Linked DNA regions of Columba livia: region 1 is linked to region 2. A link is a contact called in public Hi-C data. All regions are on one chromosome and are shown on one strand. Each heading gives the region's core, a stretch centred on a gene start, on an enhancer-like site or on the middle of the called end of the contact. The rest is flanking DNA. Distances are from core to core; before and after follow the strand shown.

Region 1 (4,421 bases), core at 1,783-4,282, 180 kb before region 2:
TCAGTTCATCCTACTCTTCAAAAGGAATCCTGACAAGAAGATCCCCAAGTCTGCAAATAAATATCTTTTATTGTCCAGTGGTATTATCCACTGGAGCAATCGTGGAACATGGTGTTACTTACAACAGCATGCACAGGTCTGCACTTCTTTTTTAAAATATGATCTTATGAATGAATTTTGGGAGAGGGAAGAAACAATCTATTCAAAAGTTGTGTGGTAAACATAAAAGAATTGTGCTGATAAAAGAATGTTTTTCTTTTTTCTCTGTTTTTTCTTTAGATTTCTTCAAGTACATCACATTCAGGTTCTTCTGATTTAACAAAACAGTGTGGAACATCAGCATTATTTCAGCTGGCAGAGGTAATATTAAAACACTGGTGACTAATTACCACAGGTGCAGTGGGGCGGAGAAGTTAATGATGTTGATTGCTGAAGTCTGGAAGGCAGAACAGTGCTACAGTTATAATTACACTGTTGCTTATAGAAGCATGAATTATCACGGTTTGGGTGCCACAAATCAAGATTTACCCAGACTAGCCATCAGCTTGGAGGTTTCTAAGAGTCTGTGCTGCAGCTGAGAAGAAGTACCAGTCCATGATGGCAAAGGGACTTTCCAGTCAGCATTGAAATAGTTTCAGTTCCTTGTTTTGGGATTTGGGGATTTGACTGGTTTGGCTGAAGATGCAAGGGGTTGATACAGAGGGCTGGATTAGTCTGTTACTCAGGTTAGGGCATTGCCATTACAAATTTCTTTTTAAAGTCATTAGTTGCTTTCATTTATTTTTGCTTTTCATCTGTAGTGTTTTTTGAAGTGAGGAATAAACAGGTCAATAACTTCTGTAAAAACTCTGCTATGATACTCTCAGTAGATCCTTCTTCTGGGAACAGTTAAAATGAATGGCCTCTTATTGAAATGTTGTGGTTCGTTTGTTTCTAAGCTTTTTTTTTTTTTTTCCTTAAAAAAAGGCACTTTTCCAATCTTAAAGACTGTGAATTTCAAGTTTATTTAGAGCTCACAAAACAGAAGTCACTTTTTTTGTAGCCGTATCCACAGCCCTCTGTGCTGTTGGCTACTGTAGAAGAACCAACAGTATAAAGAACAAATCCATTAGCAAGGAGTGTGTGTATGTGTGAAGTGATGGAAATATTACTGTCCAATGAGTTGCATTTTAAAAACTGGTCTTTAGCTTTTGAAAATCATAGGCTGTGTTTACATTGCAGTACAGGAAAAAGAGTCACAGAAGTACCTTGGTACTGAGAATCTACCTCAGCATAGGTGTGAGGTTCTCCTCTGCACAATTTAAGCTGCTTCCTAATAGACACTGTGCTGCCAGAGTTCCGATGTTTCCAGTGCTCAACCGAGCTCGTTCTACCCCGTGCAGCATGAATATTGGAAACTTACTGCAAAGTGGTTTTTTGTTGGTATTATGCTCATATATATTTTGGTGTAAGAGTTATTTTTAGTCTGCAAGGAAAAAACTACCTTGTTGATTTGAGAAATCTAAAAAAAAAAAAAGGCATTAATAGCATTGGGAATTCAGCTTGGGGGCTTTGAGAGGGAGAGTAAGAAAAAGCAAGCATGTCTTCCCTATAGCAGCTGCTTGATGCTGTGAAGGACTGCCCTCTGTAGCAGTGTCAGCGGAGCTTACAGGTGATCCAAAACCAAGAGGATCTCCCAAGTCAGTGCTGCAGGAACATGGCAATTTTAGGGACCATTTACAGCTCTTCTTTTGAATATTGCTGTTCCTCAGACAGTGTGAGGGGTTTGGTTTCCATTAATGTTATCACCAGGAGGTGATAACCATGGCAACCACTGCTGCTTTTCAGTTCTTTGCAAAATAAGTCTGTGACATGAGAAGAAAGATTTGGAAGGCTTTTTTACTACCTTCCAAATTATTTTGCACATTCAGGTAAAAGAAGATCTCAGTTGCTGAATTTCAGTTAACATCTTTTCCCCCTTCTCATCCAGAGCCATTTGGAAGACAAAGGAAATAATTGTATGTAGGGACAATTGGGAGTTACAGAGGGTGCAGATGTGAGATTTTAAGTAACTTGTGTGTGGCAATAGAGACGCCGTATTGCTCCATTGCATTTAGGGTGTTCTGAAAATCAACCTAGCAGTGGGTTTCCAGGTTATATAAAAGGCACTTCAAGGATCATGGAAACACTACTGAGATAACTCGGAGCCTTTTTCTATAAGAGCAGTAGAACCCACCAGCCTTCCTCTAGCATGTAGCCATTGTCATGTCACATCAGTTTTGGTAGGGCTTCAGCATAATTTGGTTACCTGAGCTAAGATGCTAGAGGGTTTTCCTGTGTAATGCTCCTGTTAACATAGGTAAGTAATGTTATCAGTTGGTGTTTGTTTCATGGGACTATTTTTAAACCTGTTTTAGATGTGCCTTGCTTCAGAAGGAGTCAAAGTGAAGGAACCTGGGAAAACAAAAGTGGAAGCACCACAAGATGTGGGAGAAGCAGCTGCAGAGGAAATGGAAGTAGAAGAACTGGAGAAAACAATAATAAAAGACTCCTGTAAAGGACAAGTAGAACAATCAGAGATAGAGAAAATGCAAAACTGGGATGAGACAAAAGCTGAGGAATCAGAACCTACAAAATGCAGAGATTTTACTAGTCTTGCAATGGGGAACAGTCCTTTTGAGAGAAATGATAGCACAAAAGATCACATGTGCTGTTCTCCAGAGCTTTCAATGGGTGACATGAATATCCTCGGGCTAAAGCCGGAAAAGATAAAGAAGAAAAAGAAAAAAAATAAGTTGGACCGGCACACAAATGAAAAATCCACCCCCAAGAAACCTTGTAAAAAGAGGCAGTCCTCTGAGTCGGACATTGAAAGCGTAATGTATACAATTGAAGCTGTTGCAAAAGGGGACTGGGGTGCCGAGAGACTCTTGGAAACTCCTCGCAAAAAAACCCGCCCTGTCTCAAATGTGAAGGGAAGCGTGTTGGATACAAAATCACCAAAGAAAAAAGTGAAATCGAAAGAGAAGAAAACATCGAAGGAGAAACCCGCAGAGACCACCAAAGAATCGAAGCCTCCCGATTTCCTTAGTATTGCAGCCAGCAAGGAAGTACCGTGTGAGGCTTCTGATAACATTAAAGTGGAACCACTGACCCCAACAGAGGAGGTGGTACCCCAAAGCTTACCAGAACAGGTCAAAACTGAGGACAGTGACTGTGTTAAAAAGATAGAAACCTGTGGCTCCAGGAAATCGGAGAGATCTTGCAAAGGTGCTCTTTATAAAACTCTGGTGTCAGAGGGCATGCTCACATCTCTGCGCGCTAACGTGGACAGAGGTGGGTGGCTCTGAGTGTTTCATTTACAGCATGAACCACAAAAGTCTTCCTGGAGTGGGAGGAAAAGCAGAAGTCTGTGTTTAAGCAGGAGCTTGTGATGGGAAAGCTGTATCTGGTGACCCAAGATGCTGGGGCCGGGTGGAAGGGATGGGCTTCTTGTCCAGGGCAGATCTTTTGGAGTCCTGCCATCTGTGTTCCTCACAAACTCTTAACCTCTCCCTCTTTGTCTCTCATGATCTGAGATTCAGCTTTTTGACCAAAGGCTTTGTTGGTTAATTTGTCAGCCTGCTGATAGATGTATGCAGGACTTGTGTTACCCTGAACAATTAGCTTGTTTCTGTATAAGCAACTGTTGTGTTTGTGAGCATAGTTCTCAGTCCCTACAAGAGGCAGATGTGTTGTGCTTTTGCTTTGGCTGTTAGGTTTGCTGTAGGTGGTGAGCAAGAACCTTTTACCTCGTGGAAGGGTAAATATCATTTCTGGAAGCTTTGTGGCATGTCTTGAAATGTATTTTTCCAGTTAGTAGATTTATGCGTGTAATTAGATCAGGCAGAAAAGAAAAAGAAGTTTGTAATTTAGGGAAGTTATTACTTTAAATCTACTAATCTCTTTCTCTTCCTTTATACCTCGAAAGATCCTGATTTCACAGATAGTATGAAAGAAGTCTGGGGTGGGGGAGAGGAAGTATTTGCCAATATCATCATTATCCAGGTTACAATAAATAAAAAAAGGTTTTGTAATGACCTCAAGAAGGTCAAGCATCACAGGTTGCACTACTGAATAAGCACACAAGTTCCTTCTGAGCCCAGTTTGTTTTGGCACATTTTTATAACGATGAGAAACAATTTTCTGCCTTCATCCCAGGAAAAAGAAGCTCAGGAAAAGGCAACTCCTCAGATCATGAAGGATGCTGGAATGAAGAAAACTGGGCTTTTTCCCAAAGTGGGACAAGTGGGAACAAAAAACTGAAAAGGACTAAGCCAAAGGAAGAGTTTGGTTTTGGGTAAGTTGCAGCTTAACACTGTTCAAAGTTTTAGTTAGATCAGCCTGATAACTTAAGCATGAGTCCTCCTCATTGCACCTAAATTAACTACATTCAACACCCA
Region 2 (4,585 bases), core at 570-3,069:
TCTCAGTAGGGCTGTGTAGAAGCATCAGTATCTTTTCCCAACATTTTATTTTCTTAACCCTGTCTGTGGAGGTCTAGCACATGGTTCTGCGTTCAGGATGCAGGCCTGTGAGGCTGGATGTACACAACAGAAAAGCCTCAGGAGTGCGAAATGAAACAGCCACCAGCAGACTTACGTTCTTTTTACCAGGTTCACCCAGGGCTGCCACCGTGGCAAAGTACTGGATGACACGTTTCGTGTTGACAGTCTTGCCAGCACCGGATTCTCCGCTAAAGGAAGGAAGAAGATAACATGGGAAGGAGGAAGATAACAATGGGTGTTGCTCAAATGGCTGTAACTCATCCTTTCACCTTCCTGCCCTGCCAGCTCCTCCCTGCACACAGGCTGTTCGCAGAATCACCGACTCTGATTTCTGCACCCCGTTGTTTGGCCGTTCCAGTGGAAATCACATTAAATTGATTGAATAAAGAGGTGAATGCCTACAATAGCAGCAGCTAGTTTTTTCTGTGACTGGGCTCAGAAATCCAGTACAAACCCATGCTACACTGAGCTTCCTTTAAGTGAATGAATTTTTATTACAAACATCCAGACTGAGGATCTGAGGTATACCTATACATAGCTAAGGAGTTAGAAAACATACAGAAAACCTGCAGTAATTTACCAGCATTATCCAGAAGCACACAAGAACTGTGCAGAGAGATATTCAGCTCTCCATCTTTCATGCTTGCCAGTAAATGATGTGCCTCTTCTGCCTGGGTCATCTCTCTCCTTTTAGATGTGTCTACACAACACACTTATATATGATTTGCAGCAAGAGCAATCACATTGAAAAGAAGGAGTCTTCTGTGTCCAAAGAGAGCAACCACAGCAAAGCTAACCCTGGAGGAAGCTTCTTTAATTGCCTGCTGAGTTGTTTTCATGCCTACTTGGAATGAACACCAGATGGAGATTAGAAATGGGCCAGCCTCCATCAAACCCTTAGCTACTCCTTTTTCATGGGGCTCAAGGCAACCATCAGATGGCCAAATTGCTGGTTTGAATCACATTCCAGGCAATTTAGCAGAGCTTTCAAAGGTCAACTTGCATTTCAGTAGTATTTTTTTTCTTCTAAGTTTTTCACAGCAACAAAGTCTCATATCAGTCAAAAAAAAAAAAGCACTTACGTGATCAGCATAGACTGATTCTCACGATCTGTGGAGGAAAAGAAAATAGATAAACTTAGTAAGCTATACAAATCACTTATTAAAATTGCAAATGAGTACCAACTATTCCAGAATCAGTCCTGCAAGGACAGGAGATAATCACATGAAGCAGAGATGGAAAGATAAAAACTAGTATCATCTAGTGTGACCTCCAGCAACGCCGTTTCTAGCCCTGGCCTCAATCCTCCTCTTGTGCTTTGTTGAAGTCGGTATTAAAGATCTGCCATTCATGTGTGTTCCCCCTGTGTCTGGGAAACTATAAAAAGGAAAGTAATTTCCTGTCATCAGAATGCTTCTTTTCTTACTCCTGAGTACATCTTTGCTCACATTTGACCTTTCTGCTCTTGCAATACTAGACCAACCCAAGTGATTTTGCTGTTTGTTCACAAGCCGTTCCTTGTTATGTGTACATATGCTTCTTCAGTTGGCCATACTGCTGGAATGAAGTCTTATAGTGTCCCTGCTGTTAATGGCCTGACCAGAAATAAGCATTTAATAGAATACTTTGCAACCTTAATATATTATTAACCAAATTAAGCAATTGCTAAATCGTATCAGCTTCCTAAGCCATTGAGCCTAAGTACCTCTTTTTTAATTTCAGTCATCGTGAACAGGTTACGTGTTAGGCAGCCTTGCCAGATTTCACTGTTATCTGATAAAAGAGCGTTTCTTTGCAGCCATACACACATCCCTTTTGCCCAGCGCTTTCTGTCCCCTCGCAGCTGTGGCATTTTCCATCTTATCAAAACCAGGTGACAGCAGTATGTGTCTCTTAGGGATTTACGGATCAGGACCCGGTGTGAGCACACCACTGCTGCCCTCTGCTGATAAACTCTTTTTCTTCTCTCCAGTAACTTAAGGATCAGGGTGAGAAAATTTCACAGGAATAACTGGAGTTCATTGCCGCAAGGCTGGTGCCCAGACCCAAGGCCATCAGTGCAGCACTGACCCACGGCAGGTTCATGGGAGTGATGTGCATGCAGCACCTTTGATAGCTGGCCTTCACTACCCTTTGAATGTATACATCTTGTAAGTGTCAGAATAACGACCATAGACTGACAGTAAGTTTATTTCTGAGGTTGGGAAAATGTTTACAGACCTTGGGGCATTGCTTCATTTCTGTTATAAAGTGATGGATTCACCCAGTTCAGACAGCTAAATTTGTGCACCTTACAGAAAATCCATATACAGAGCTTATTCTTGCCAGAAGTACCACAGGGACAGTCAGGGGAATTTTTTAAAAGTTAAATATTTTAAAAATATATTTTAAAATTGACACAGATTGTCAAGGCCCTGTTGCTTGTAGATTGTTTGCACATTTATTGCACACTACAAAAGCTCTCACAAACTTCCACCGGGTACCAATCATGTTGACTAAATAAAGCAAAACCAAATTTGAAAGTAAACAGTGCCACTTACTCCGCAGCATGTCGTGGTACGCATTGTCAGCAATGGAGAAGATGTGGGGAGGAGCCTCCGAACGCCTCTTGCCTTTGTATGCAGCAACCACCTCCGACTTGTAGACAGGCAACCACTTGTAGGGATTTATAGTCACACAGAATAAGCCTGAATAGGTCTAGAGCAGAACACAAAACAAGAGTGAAAAAAACAGCTCAAGGAATTAAAAAAAAAAAAAAAAGTTAATCAAGCAGGAACTGGTGTTGCCAGTGTCTGATTTGAGTTTGAATTCCTGAATTTCAGCCTTTGATTTGAATTTCTAAAGCTACTAGTCTGCTAAGTGACTTCTTATTGGCAACTGATATCAAAACTACAGATATTAAACAGTTTTCCAAAGGGGAAAATATATTTTCTAGGTGACAACCAGAAACAGAAACAAGCCTTTCAGCAGAACAAAGGAGCAGCCAACAGACCTGCATACAATCTGCCTTGCTACTCAGTGAGAGTTGTTTCTTCTTGAAAACAATCATTATGAAGGAAAGAAAAATTATGGTTGGCTTGTTCAAACCCCATTACTAAGAAGAGAAACCTGGGAGAAACAATCTCATATTATTTATTTGATGTGAGCACCTTGGAGCAATTTCTGGTGGGTGTTCAAAGAAAAACCAACTTCATAGTGTTATTCCCCAAAGCTGCGGAGCTTTTTCCAGCTTTTGGAGAAATTGGTAAAGTTGGTAAAACTCCATCTTTGTAGTTGCTCTTTGGGCTATCTTTGTGGATGCCCCATCCCTGGAACTGTTCAAGGCCAGGTTTGGTGTGGCTTCTGAGCAACCTGGTCTAGTGGAAGGTGTCCCTGACCATGGCAGGGGCCTTGCAACTAGATCATCTTCAAGTTACTTTCCAAGCCAAACCATTCTGTGATTCTGTGATGTACATCAGTTGACTGGGGCTGGTGGTTCTGAGGAAGAATGAGTTTTCAATTGTACCCATGAAGAATCTGTATTAGCTGATAATTTTTCAGGTACTTGGTCCGGGTTGAAGCAGGAATGCCCAAATAAACCCAGCTATTATATGGGCACAAGCACTATGCACACATAGGTTAATGAGCTTAATTACATTGTAAAAGTTTCAGGTGAAATCCAGGTGCCTTCCCCTGAAAACAGCATTAGGACCTGTTCAGAGTGGCCTTGACATGAAAGTAAAAAACAACCCAACCAGTACATTAATTAATATGACAAATTTAATTTTCTACCTATACTGATCTGTAAGCAAACTTATGCTTTATGCCATCCATGTCCATGTGGTTATTAGAGAAATGCAGGAAATATTTAACAACCTGAACTGAAATGGGAAAAAGTTGGATTCACTCCTCTGATGAATACCAAAAACCAGAACAGGGATTGGCTAGAAAATCTATAGATTCCCCTGACTATTTCAGACACAATTGATTGCAGCAAACTGAGAACAGAATTCTGGCCTAATGAAATTAGATGCTACTGAAGCTTGTTCTAGTGCTGACAGAAATTATGTTAATGATGTCATACGACCAATACAGAGCAAGGGAAAAGGCCAGAATGAAACAAGACAGATGTCAGCACTGAAAACAAAGGGAATAAAATTACTGTACTAAAGATAGAAAGGCTCATACTGAAAAGAAGTTTTATGTGTGCTTTAAGCTTGAGGCATTGTTTCTTAACAAGGAAAACTTCATGTTTAGTGTTGACAGGGATTAATATTAGGACAGGAAAAATAAACTAAGTCTCCCCAAAGCCTTGACTGCTGAGAATATGTCCCATGACACTCCTTTCTTAGGCAAGCAAGCAAAACCAAAGAACTAGATGCTATCTTCTTCATTCATTTTTTTCTGTCTGTATTCAGACAGAAGCAACTTCTTTCCTGAAAAACTGAGCAAGACCTTCAGTTTTGAGACACATCAAAGTTTCAAACAGAACATAAAGAACACAACATATTCAGACATCACAGCA

What was found. A called contact is a pair of places that touch in the nucleus more often than the background predicts.
Region 1: a Hi-C map of crop shows a contact between it and region 2, with 2.7 times the contacts expected there. The contact joins two enhancer-like sites. A contact is called at or near these places in 2 of 2 Hi-C or Micro-C datasets (crop and liver).

Annotation. Positions count from the first base shown.
Region 1 is chr1:69,869,447-69,873,867 of bColLiv1.pat.W.v2, reverse strand. BBX (BBX high mobility group box domain containing) reads left to right here. Exons shown (of 15, transcript XM_065049873.1): 8 at 280-360; 9 at 2,397-3,315; 10 at 4,180-4,318. Among named protein-coding and RNA genes, the nearest start is that of CD47, 87 kb to the right of the region's middle. Within about 2 kb of position 3,032, at least 1 of the 3 cell types and tissues checked has an H3K27ac peak away from gene starts, as active enhancers do.
Region 2 is chr1:69,687,820-69,692,404 of bColLiv1.pat.W.v2, reverse strand. MYH15 (myosin heavy chain 15) reads right to left here. Exons shown (of 43, transcript XM_013371209.3): 5 at 2,622-2,778; 6 at 1,164-1,191; 7 at 176-269. Among named protein-coding and RNA genes, the nearest start is that of MYH15, 7.3 kb to the right of the region's middle. Within about 2 kb of position 1,819, at least 1 of the 3 cell types and tissues checked has an H3K27ac peak away from gene starts, as active enhancers do.